4 separate regions of the Mus musculus genome follow, and all the other regions are linked to region 2. The links are chromatin contacts, called in public promoter capture Hi-C maps. All regions are on one chromosome and are shown on one strand. The core of a region is the stretch at or near the end of the contact, and the rest is flanking DNA. Distances in the headings are between cores, read along the strand shown.

Region 1 (2,700 bases), core at 20-2,519, 1.1 Mb after region 2:
TCCCTCTCCCTCTCCCTCTCCCTCTCCCTCTCCCTCTCCCTCTCCCTCTCCCTCTCCCTCTCCCTCTCCCTCTCCCTCTCCCTTCCCCTTCCCCTTCCCCTCCTTTTTTAAACACTGGCTTGCTATGTACCTAGTAATATCACTCATTCAAAACCATAAACATGATCATCAAAGATCGTTTTCTCCAGGCCAGAAGGAAGGGGCTAGAAAAGGCCCCACCACTCTGATACCCCAGTGCTGTCATTAAGAGGAGCACCACAGCAATGCGATAGTCTCAGAGCCAGTCATCAAACATTCTCCACTCTCTCTGCTTTCTGGACACAAGTGAGGTTATGCTCTTGTATCTTTTGTTGGCTGGAGGTTTTAACCAGTTTGGTCAGGATGGGAGAAGATGAAATGGCATGCGATAGTTCTGAGCTTGCACGTGTTGCCTGCAGAGCAGACACTTTTTACCTTTGCTCTCCTAGGCAGTCTGGGAACCTGAGTATACAGCACGGAAGCTGAGCCCATGTGTTATTATTGTTTGCTATGGGCAAGGAGTTGGCCCTTGTTGATTTGATTTGGATTAGCTGTGACTGCAGCATGCATGAGTTTGCAAACACCTACAACAGGTTCTCAAACACAGTAAAGATGCACCCATTTGAGAGCGTGTCTCAGGACCTCCTGCTTCGTCACTGTTGCTCTCTTAGAGCCCTGCAGAAACTCTTCCCCCAAAATAGGACCTTCCATTTCATTACTATCCAAATGCTCACTTTGTCATACTCAGAAATGTGAGGAAAGCTGACTGTGTGGATGCACTTAGCACCTGCCTCAGTAGTCATGAGAAAGGATGGGAGAAGGAAGGGGAAGAGGGAGTGGGAGACAGAGACAGACACAGAGACAGACAGACAAGAGACAGAAAGAGAAATATGAATGTGGACCAATATCAGTTCTGGCTGTTTTACTGGTTGGGGTTTCTATCCCATCTTTGAATGGTGGGGTTAGCAGCAAGTCTCTGAAGAGTCTCGCTATTTGGCTGAGAAATGCCTGGCTTTCCTCAAAGATTAGAGGGGACTTACCTGGGTGAGCCAGCACCTGGGAGGTGAAGGAAGTGACCGTGAGCAGCAGGAATAGAAGCGCTGTGGAGCTCTGCATGGTGGAGGGAGACAGATGGAAGTTACTGCTTGGATCTCAGCCTCTGGGCTCTGTAGGCTCTCCCGACTAGCTTTATAGGGAGCAGAGTGGGTGGAAGCTTCCAGAGAAAACTGCCTGCACAAGGTCATGAAGGAGGGGTCTTGAGCAGTGGAACACTCTCAGATCCTGGAAAGACAGCAAATAGAAGAAACACAAAACCGTGGGAGGGACTTGGCATCTGTTAAGGGATGGGAGTGAAAACTGAAGAGATTGTGCGATTATGAAATGCGACTGATCATTGTGCAGTGGAACAAAGAAGCCAGGAGATGACATGTGGAAGCCAGTCCTGGTTCCTGTTCACCTGGTGTTTTGGAGTCCCAGAAGAGCCCTTCTCAGAAAACAGGGCATGATAGTCATGCTTGCCCTTTTTATGTAATTCAATGGTCATACAATCTTAGTGTCCAGGAACTTAGCATTGTGGGAAGCATCAGGTGTAGGGACAGCTTAGAAAACTAAGATCACACTTGGCTTGAGCTTCACACAGACAGACAGACAAACAGACAGATCACACATACACACATACACACCAGGTGGTTGGCAATACAGGACCACCACCTGTACCAAGCTACATATACATCCTTGTCCAAAGAATGCAGGAAACTGGTTTCTCTGCCCTAATAATCTCCGGTAATTCCTTAGCACCCCACCCAACTTTCACTGGTTAGAAGTTATTCAAGGACATCTCAGTATGCATTCTGGAATTAGGAGGAGGAGTGCATCTGGCTTGGATGGGCAAGCTATGTTCCCAGAATGAACGTTTAGGGGAAACTCTCTCTGTCATCCCATGCGTGATTGGATGTACATATGATGAAATTCCGGTGCATTGTGGGGAAGGACAGTATGCAGCAAGTAAAGCCTTAGGTAACCTAAGCCTGCCAATCAAAACAGGAATCTACCCAACATTCCCCTGCCCTATGGGCTAACTCCACTTGCTGGACGTTCTGAAGGAAACCCAGGGAATATGACAGCATGAGACTCTGGAGCGATCTCACTCAGAACCCATTGCTGCCTTTGTAGTGCTTCCGTGCCATGTCTATTTTGTGCTTTTGTATGGAGCCTCTCGCTGTTCTGCTCATGCTTGCTGTTCTCAACCCCTGGTGCAGCACTTCAAGAGCCCTGACATCCCTGACTAGACAACAACCACCACAAGCAAGGAAAGAGAAAAAAATAAGCTAATTCCTACTGTCCTTAACTCCCTCTAACAAAAGCATGACCTTTTGAATCTTTATTTCAGTACAAACACCTAAGTGAATTTGATGTTCATACCTCACTGATCTAGAAGATGGTAGATTAAAATGAAGGAAAAAGTCAGGACTGGGCAAATATTTAAAATATTTAAAACCAAAATACCAGCTGATAGCAACCTGCTATGATTGCCTGGTGTCCTCAGGCAAAGCACCTCTAATGCTCACGCAAATAGAAACACCAGGAAACCAAAGATAGCAAGATGCCGCTATACCTCTATGTGCTTTGCAAAAGAATACGATTTTGGGAAAATGCATACAAAGTTAATGAGGTCAATAACAG
Region 2 (2,700 bases), core at 95-2,594:
GATGCTGGGATCCTTTGGAAGAACAACCAGTCTTCTTAACCACTGAGCCATCCCTTCAGCCCCATCATATAGCTTTTAAAGGGTATGAAAGCACTAGGGAGACTTATGTAGGAAGAGGTCTATCATGTGGGTGGAGGGACAAGGGAGAGTAAAGAGGAACCCATGACCAAAGGACATTCCACAGATGATAATATTACATTGAAACACTTAATTCAGTGCAATTTAATACCAATTAATAAGAAAGAGGCTCATGAGATTGGAAAAACATCGCCATCAACAACACATCAACTTTCCTTCGGACTTTCTATTTGAGGTCTTTGGAAGCTGTAGTTGCCTTTGCTGTTTGAACACTAGAGGGCACTGACAGCTAAAATGACAACTACAGAACCAACCTTACAGTAATAAGAGTTGGTTGGTTGGAAGGCTAAGGTGGGGCATTACAGTGACTTGGCCTATATCACATAAATGCAACTTTCCTCACGGGGCCACTGTGGTTGGGTAGTCTGTCCTACACCTGCTCAGGCAGGCTCCTTTCCTCAACCTCTTCTGGCATGGTTCCTGTCCTCTACCTCTTCTGGCATGGCTGAACTCTGCTCCTTTCCTCTCGCTTCTTGGCAGGAAAATCCTAAAAGTCCCCCCTTTGTCTGCCCTGCCCAGGCATTGACTGTGGGCATCGTTACTTACCAACCAGAACCAACTGGGGGCAGCCACGAAAACTCTTGACCAAACTCAATGCAGTAAAGAGTGCATTTTATACAGGGCTTTTAATATGAAGTTTCCTCCCCCCCCCCCTATTTCATATATAGGCTAACTTATAATTGGATTTTTAAAACCTTCAGGTTGGATTTTAAAGTTAGCCTGGATGTGGAGGAAGGGAGGGCCAGCCAGGCGATACAGAAGGGACTCATGTGAGCATTGTGGCAGAAACTAAAACCACATGCTGGTCGCCTTGTCCTTTCTAGACAGCCTTCAGGGAGGGTGACTAATTACAGGAGCGGATATATTCAAAACATCGCTCAGGCCTCATGATTATTTTCTGTGTTTCCTTCTCTTGCTCTCCATGATCTGAGGATATTGTTCCTTCCGCACTGGTCAGTTTCTTCTAAAGAGGCCCCTGTGTGATTTCAGTTATATAGCAGGACTTTCTGACCCAGAAGCGGTACAAATGATGACACAGAGGCTTTTGGGTATTTTAAAGCTTAAGCCTATAGCTGGGCAGATTCCCAACCAACTTTCTAGTTCATCCCGATTAGTCCTGGCATTACCTTCCATGTGTGGCCAGCTCTGTGTCTCTGCTCCTGTTCAGGTCCGTCTTTCATCTCCGAGGCCCCAGGCATTTTTGGCGCGCCTTTGCTTTCTTTTACCAGAGTCCCTCCCCCAGGAAGTTCTGTCATCCACTTCCTGCCCAGCTCCGGTGAGGGTGGGAGGCAGAAATCAGAGTGGCTAAGGACCTTGCACAGTCATCAGTGTTCCAATGTCTAGCTGCACAGCTAAGCTGAGAATTCCCCAGGATGCCTGGCACTCTAGGGATTATGCAAGGATGCCTCTGAAACAGAGTGCTGTCCATTACATTCTCCTAGTCAGACTGGCTAAACCTCTGTGGGACACTTGCTTCAGTCCCTAAAATGTAGCATTATAAAAAATTAGCAGGTCATAAAAGTATCTGTGTGTAGCTGGGGGGCTGGGTGTTCACAGCTACACCACCATGTGGAGGTCAGAAGACAACTGGCTCGAGTCAATTTTCTCTCTCTCCTGCACAGAGATCCCTGGGGCTGGGCTCCTCAGGCAAGGTGGGAGCTGCCTCCATCCACTGAGCCATCACTTCACTGGCTCCCACTCTTAAGTCTTTCCCCAAGGTTTGTCCTGTTGACCTGAAAACCTGACTCTGCAGCCAAGCATGCCATTACTAGGACTCCATTGCTCTTTCCCAGTTCATGTCCCTACCCAGGTCTCTGCCCCACACTGTTACAGTCATCCTTTACTTGGGTTCCTCCTTCTGACTTTCCTATGTTAATCCAGCTCCTGACCTGATACCCAAAGAGGCTGACATTAGGCAGGCAGCTGCTGCTTTTGTTGAAACTCTCTGCCAATGATCCTCCCGTGAGTTCCCGTAGCTTTGAGAGTGCAACAACTTCCTAGGTCATACATGATGTGTCCCACTACTCTCACGACTTCACACTGATGTCACCTCCATGAAACAAGTGTTTCTAATGTGTCTCAGCCCCAGTGGCTGTTGTGTGGAGGCAGAATGGTAGGGTGATCTCTAGTCCAGCTACTGTGACAGGTGTCACGAGGTGCTCATGCAGCTATGATAATGTGTCTTCTCACTTCCTTGGTCTTCAAAGGTCTAGGCCATAACTCTGAAAACCACAATCGCAAATCTTCAAAACAACTAAAACCCCAAAGCCAGAAAAACTTATCCTGGAAAAACAATAAGAATTCTTTAAGAGAATTTGATGACGTTTTGTTAAGATCATTTATTTTAGAAATATTAAAATGGCAGAACCTTTGTTATCCAAATTTTTTTATGTATAACTTCTCAGTTAATAATGAAGCTTTGTTGAAGAAAGATACAAGTAGAAGAACTGTATTCATAAAAACACAGATCTGAGGACAGAGCACATGAAAAAATGAAGTATATTTTAAAGATGAATTGTATTGATAAAGAAATAGATCAGAGCAGAACATGGCTAAGGATAA
Region 3 (2,700 bases), core at 163-2,662, 1.2 Mb after region 2:
TATGTCTGGACCCATTCCTTCTTGGGGTCAGCACAGACCTCTCTCTTGAGCTTGGTGACAAAACTGTGGGAAGAGAAAAGACACTGTTAGATGAAGTTCAGTCTGGTATACATGGAGGGGCTGTGTAGAGCTCAGCGGGGGAGGGCAGGTAGAAAAAGGGGACTCAAAGTGACCTGCTTCTCCTGCAGGTTTTCTAAGATAAGCTTGTGGAGTAGAAAGGGCCTGAACAGCAGCCATAGAGACAATGCTGTTGAGAACTGCCTTTGCCTTCTTGGCCTTGGTTTCCCCATTGGATCTGAGTGTGTGACTGACTATAAGTATATGAGGACCATCCCTTGTTCTTAAGGAAAAACCTTTGGACCAGGGAGGGCCGGGGTATGTAACTCACACTACAGCTTCTTTGGGACACCTGCTGCTGGTGATCCTCTTGTAGCTCTCCAGCCTACTCATTGGGATCATCTTGCTGGTGAATGAGTAGCAGCAGGTGAGTGGGGCGTTAACTGCATCTGGAGAGTAAAAGAGAAGCACATTAGGACAGGAAAGATGCTTCTGACCTTAGAGAAGAGAAGGACCACGGGGAGAAGGCAGTTTCAGCAGGATGGGATATAAATGCCAATACATCAGATCTGGGATGTGATCTTTGACAACAGACTCAGTTATTTGCAGCTTAAAGTAGGCTCACAGTCTTGGGTAGAGGGATGCCATTAAAACTATGTGACTCTGGGGACTGTCATTTGGGGGAGTTAGAAGTCAAATTACTATGACCTGAGAAGATTACCTGAGTACATTACTGTAGGCTGCAAAAAAAAAAAAAAAAAAAAAAAAAAAAAAAAAATCAAATCATGAGTATCTCTGATCCCAACCACCTCCGCTAAGCTGCTATCTCTGGAAGCAGGGCTGGGTGAAACACAGCTCGGATCTTGGATCTCTTCCCCTTTCTCCTCTATCTGGAAAAAGGCACCAACCCAAGCCTCTGTTTGATCACCCAGGTTCCCAAATACTGAGGGAAGTAACTGGAACAGGAACTATATGAAGGTGTGATTCCAAATTTAGATCTAACAATTAAAATTCTAGTTGCTTTCCAGAAGCAATCTTGTAATTGGGTTGGCTCTTTGTCCTTCCTTCTTTATGCTCCTTATCTTGGTTAAAGAAAAAAAAAAAAGTACCTGACCATGTGAGACTATGCTATCACAATCCACGACAATTCAAAAATGGGGTGATATGCTGGGAAGGGAGCTGGGGGGGTCTCACCTGGCTGAGCCAACACGTGGATGCTCCAGCCGGCAACTGTGAACAGCAGGCCCAGAAGCATGACAGGGACCTGCATGGTGGTGGAGGAAGAGAGAGCTGGCTTCAGTGAGAGTTGGCTGGTGCTGGTGCTGGGCTGGCCTTCCTCCCGTCTGGCTCTCTGCACTTCTGGCTGCTCTGAGGCAGCCTTTTATTGTAAGCCAGGGGGGTGGAGTCAGGCAGGGTGCTTGGTGCCAAGGAGTAGCATCACCCTGGATAAGTGATGGAAAGTGGAAGTTGAATCCGCTGAGTAAGTGCAGAGCCCTCGGGTGTTTCCAGGAAGTGGAAGAGAGAAACTGTGGGTTGGAATTTGGTATTTTTCTAGCCACTCCTGGGAGCAAATGAAGCTGCGCAGGGAGTAGGGGGGGGGGGGGGGAAAGAGGGAAGAATTGGCAGTAATTGTACTACTGTGACCACAAGTGTGAATGGAGTGGCTCTGCTTTCACTGAAATAAAAGGAAGTGGCCAAGGAACCTAAAGTCCTTAGGAAGAAGATGCTTGGAAACACAGCCTAGCTTGCCCCTGGCTCAAGGAACCTTGCAGCTGGGAAAGGACCCCCAGTAAGTCGGCTGAGTCCTTGGTTATCAGGCCTTGTTGAATACAGCATTCTCTCCACTTGGTGGTTACCAGATATTTTGCAGCACTAAGAAGCTTTGTGACATTGATATGAACTGTCTGAGTTGTAAAAGTCCAGACCTGGAAAGCCATATACATGAGCTCATGGTGCAGAAGAAATTTCTATATAAAACTCACCTAGTGCTTACTCTGGGCCAGGAGTGGTTGGAACCCTTCACAGTGCAGTCTCTAATTTCCCCAGCTCTGGTAAGTAGATGCTGTTACTCCCCATTCTCAGATCAGGCAGCTGAGGTCCAGAAGGGTCATGTAGGTAACTGCCCTAAGAGTCCCTGGAACAGGACCCAGGTAGCTCCAGCCTGGCTATCATCACATTACCTTCAAACTAACAGACAGCTAACGGGCCATGGAGAAACATGCCTTTTGGTTAAGTCATGATGAATTAGAAGCCTGTGTGTTAGCGTTTACTACTCCTGGTAGCTCTCTGCCCTGTTTCCTTCGTGATTTCCAGGGACCATGAGTGAGCCAACTGGAATGTCTGGCTTAATTCAGCTTTCCAGGTTTAGATTTCTTCACAAACAGTGTGATCAAAGCGATAAAATCTGAAAGCCCTTAGAATTCATTTCAGCAGACTCTTGATAAAAAGAGTGGCGCTCTCACATGCGTGCCAGTGGCTGAGCGGAGTCTTCCACTCAGGTATCTTGATTTCCTCCTTCCTCTGTAGCATCCTTTTGAGTCTTTCCTGATTGGCAGAGTTGTACCCAAGATTTGTCTTTCATAGAGAGTCGTGGAGACAATGACTGTAAAGGAATGGGGGGATGCTTGGAAGAGAACAGTTCTG
Region 4 (2,700 bases), core at 161-2,660, 1.3 Mb after region 2:
TGGTGGGAAATAAAGATTATTGAAAGAAAAGGCATTTTCCTATAAGAAGTTCAGAATGGAGGGTGCTCTGGACCCATCCAAACCAAGAAGAGCTTATCATCAAGGCTGTAGGTGAGAATGGCTCAGGGCATTCCCATACTTGTGGGCATTTATGTGAGCAAAGGCCTTGATTGGGGCGACAAGGCTATCTAGGGAGGTTGACATTGGTGTGTATGTGGGGAGGGGGAGGTAGCACTTCCTGATGCCCAGATCTCTGACATGGTGAGTGCTCTGTAAATGCTCATGGGATTCATCTGATTCTTAGGAGCCTCTGGGCTGTTGGGGAGAAGAAGATGAAGGACCAGTGGCCTAGCCCTAAAAGCTTGCTGTGCAGACATGAGCATCTGAGTTCTAATTCCCAGTGCCCATGTTTAAAAACAAAAAAAAATCCAAAAAAATGGGCATGATCATATACCTCTATAACCCTAAGTACTGGGGTTCTGGGGACAGGGTCAGGAGACTGGCTTGGGCTTGCTGGTTGCCAGCTAGCTCTGGGTTCAGTGAGAGCTCCTATCCCAAGGGATTATGGGTAGAGAGGGAGTAAGAATGATAGATTGGGCCACTTGATATCTTCACCTGGCTTACACACACACACACACACACACACACACACACACACACACACACACACATAAAGCAAAGTTACGAAATTTTTCAAGTGTGTTTCCAGGGCAGCAACTTAACTCAGAAATCATCTACCCATTTTCCTACCTCCTTGATGAAGACTTGTAGGTCCCAAGACAGCTCTGCACTGGCCTAGATCCATTCAGAGTAGAACAGGGCCTAGGAACTGGGGCTACACCCTCGTCAAGCATAAGAGGTCCTTCTTTGGAGCTATGCAGCCTCTTCCATGTGACTGCAGAGTTCACTGGAGTAAAAACAAAGTGCTGCCCACTGGATGCCTGGGGGACATCCCATTTGACCTGCTTGCCACTCATCAAGCAAAGGAAATGCACTGCAGTACTTGAGGAAAAAGCTTTTCCTATGTAGGTTAAACACCCCACCTTTCCCCAGCCTCATTGGCTCTGTGCCTTTGCCAGTAGACCCTCAAACAGAACCCAAGCAAGCTGCTGTTCTTTCCGGGTGGCTCATGCAAGATGGAAGAACACCCAGGGGGTGCTGAGGGCTTCTGGCTCACATTACATCAGCTTTGATGATGCTGGCTTCCAGTGGAGACCTGGGGTCAGTGTACATACTCAGTCAGCCTGCTAGGCAACAGGCAGTGGAAGCCCAGAGTAGCCTTCCTGGCAACTGATGAGCTCTTTTCTGTCAGAGCCCTAATGAGGTTTCAGTGCCAGGAGGCAAGCAAAGGGAAAGCAAACAGCCCAAAGTTGCTAATGTCACTGACAGTAACTAGGCTGCACAAGCCCTGTGCTGCCTCTTCTGCCTAAGAGAAAGAGACAGAAGGGGCAAAGCTCAGCCCTTTTAATTGGGGGGTGGGGCAGAGAGGGAATTCTTAGGAATCCATCTGTGCATGCAGGAGGGAATCTAGAATTAACCCTTTCTGCCTCATTAATTGCTAACTGCGGAGGGTAACAGCCAAAGCTGGGAACAGGAGGGGCTAGGTGCTGTTTCTGCGAGCAGAGACTGTAGTAGGCTCCTTGGGGAGTCACAGAAGCAGCTCCAGACACTGGACAGCCCAGGCTTACTGGATTACCTCATGCCTTCCCATGTACAGCCCATGGTCTCTGGAGCTCCTTTTTAAACCCCAGAAAGGGCTGACCTAGTATTTAAGGGTGAGGCAAACCTGGGTTCAAATCCAGTTGTAGTCTGTGGAATAGGAAATGGCTGCCTCGTGAGCTTTGAGGGCAGGTGAGTGAGATAACATCTCTATATCACAGGGATAAAACATTACATATTGATTGACTTGTTTTAAACCTTGTGCCCACCCTAGCCTCACCTGCTCATGTTGAACTGCTAAAGAGCTTGTCTTTGGGGCCTGTTTCAGTTTGTATGCTGCTCTAAGAAGATACCAGAGATGGAATAGTTTACCAACATCAGAAATATATCTCTTCATGGTTCTGAGGTTGGAAGGCTGGGACAGCCAAGGTGGAAGGCCTGGAAGGCCCCACTGTCTTGTAAGGGCTACTCTCTGATTCTGGGGTGGTGTCTTCAGGCTGTAAATTCTGGCTAGGGAAGGCCACTCTGTGTTCTCCCATGTTGGAAGGCAGAAGAAAGGGAAAGGGTGGGGGAGCTAAATGCACCATGAGGCTTCTTTTATATGGCACTTAACCTTGTTCTCCTGAGAGGCCACGTGGCTGGATCCTTCTGAGACATTAATAAGACCTGAAGTTTGGAGAGGAAACATAAGTCACAGCCATGCCTGCCAGGTCTGTGTGTGAGCTTTTGAATAAAACTATGATGAACAGGAAGGGAGGAAGAAGAGAGAGATGGAAGGAGGAAGGAAGGAGGGAATTATATTCCAAGAGTCAAGAATACCTTAGGAAAGAAAACAGTGGAAGCAGAATGATAAGGAGTTGGGGAAGAAGGGAAATGTCCGAGAGGTGAGCTTGCATTGAGGACTTAAGTGGAGACAAGGACAGACAGGTTTCAGAGGAACTATGAGAAGTGACCTTTAACAGTCAACATGACACAGTCTAGATTTGCCTGAGGAAAAACCCTCAGTTGATGCATTGCCTAGTTCAAATTGGCCTGTGTGCT

What was found. Promoter capture Hi-C pulls out the DNA fragments that hold promoters and counts their contacts.
Region 1: a contact with region 2 is called in a promoter capture Hi-C map of hippocampal neurons, with 5 times the contacts expected there. The contact joins the promoter of Ccl11 here to the promoter of Slfn3 in region 2. A contact is called at or near these places in 3 of 39 promoter capture datasets (embryonic stem cells, hippocampal neurons and pre-B cells).
Region 3: a contact with region 2 is called in a promoter capture Hi-C map of hippocampal neurons, with 6 times the contacts expected there. The contact joins the promoter of Ccl2 here to the promoter of Slfn3 in region 2. A contact is called at or near these places in 7 of 39 promoter capture datasets (frontonasal cranial neural crest, hippocampal neurons, liver and 3 more).
Region 4: a contact with region 2 is called in a promoter capture Hi-C map of liver, with 4 times the contacts expected there. The contact joins the promoter of 5530401A14Rik here to the promoter of Slfn3 in region 2. A contact is called at or near these places in 2 of 39 promoter capture datasets (hippocampal neurons and liver).

Annotation. Positions count from the first base shown.
Region 1 is chr11:82,056,401-82,059,100 of GRCm38.p6, reverse strand. Ccl11 (chemokine (C-C motif) ligand 11) reads right to left here and starts at 1,269. Exons shown (of 3, transcript NM_011330.3): 1 at 1,059-1,269. The coding sequence starts at 1,134.
Region 2 is chr11:83,189,974-83,192,673 of GRCm38.p6, reverse strand. Slfn3 (schlafen 3) reads right to left here and starts at 1,344. Exons shown (of 3, transcript NM_011409.1): 1 at 1,266-1,344. Slfn4 (schlafen 4) reads right to left here. Exons shown (of 8, transcript NM_011410.3): 8 at 2,458-2,700.
Region 3 is chr11:82,034,289-82,036,988 of GRCm38.p6, reverse strand. Ccl2 (chemokine (C-C motif) ligand 2) reads right to left here and starts at 1,412. Exons shown (of 3, transcript NM_011333.3): 1 at 1,252-1,412; 2 at 389-506; 3 at 1-63. The coding sequence starts at 1,327.
Region 4 is chr11:81,859,387-81,862,086 of GRCm38.p6, reverse strand. 5530401A14Rik (RIKEN cDNA 5530401A14 gene) reads right to left here and starts at 1,410. Exons shown (of 5, transcript NR_038010.1): 1 at 751-1,410. It also overlaps a transcript of Asic2 not described here.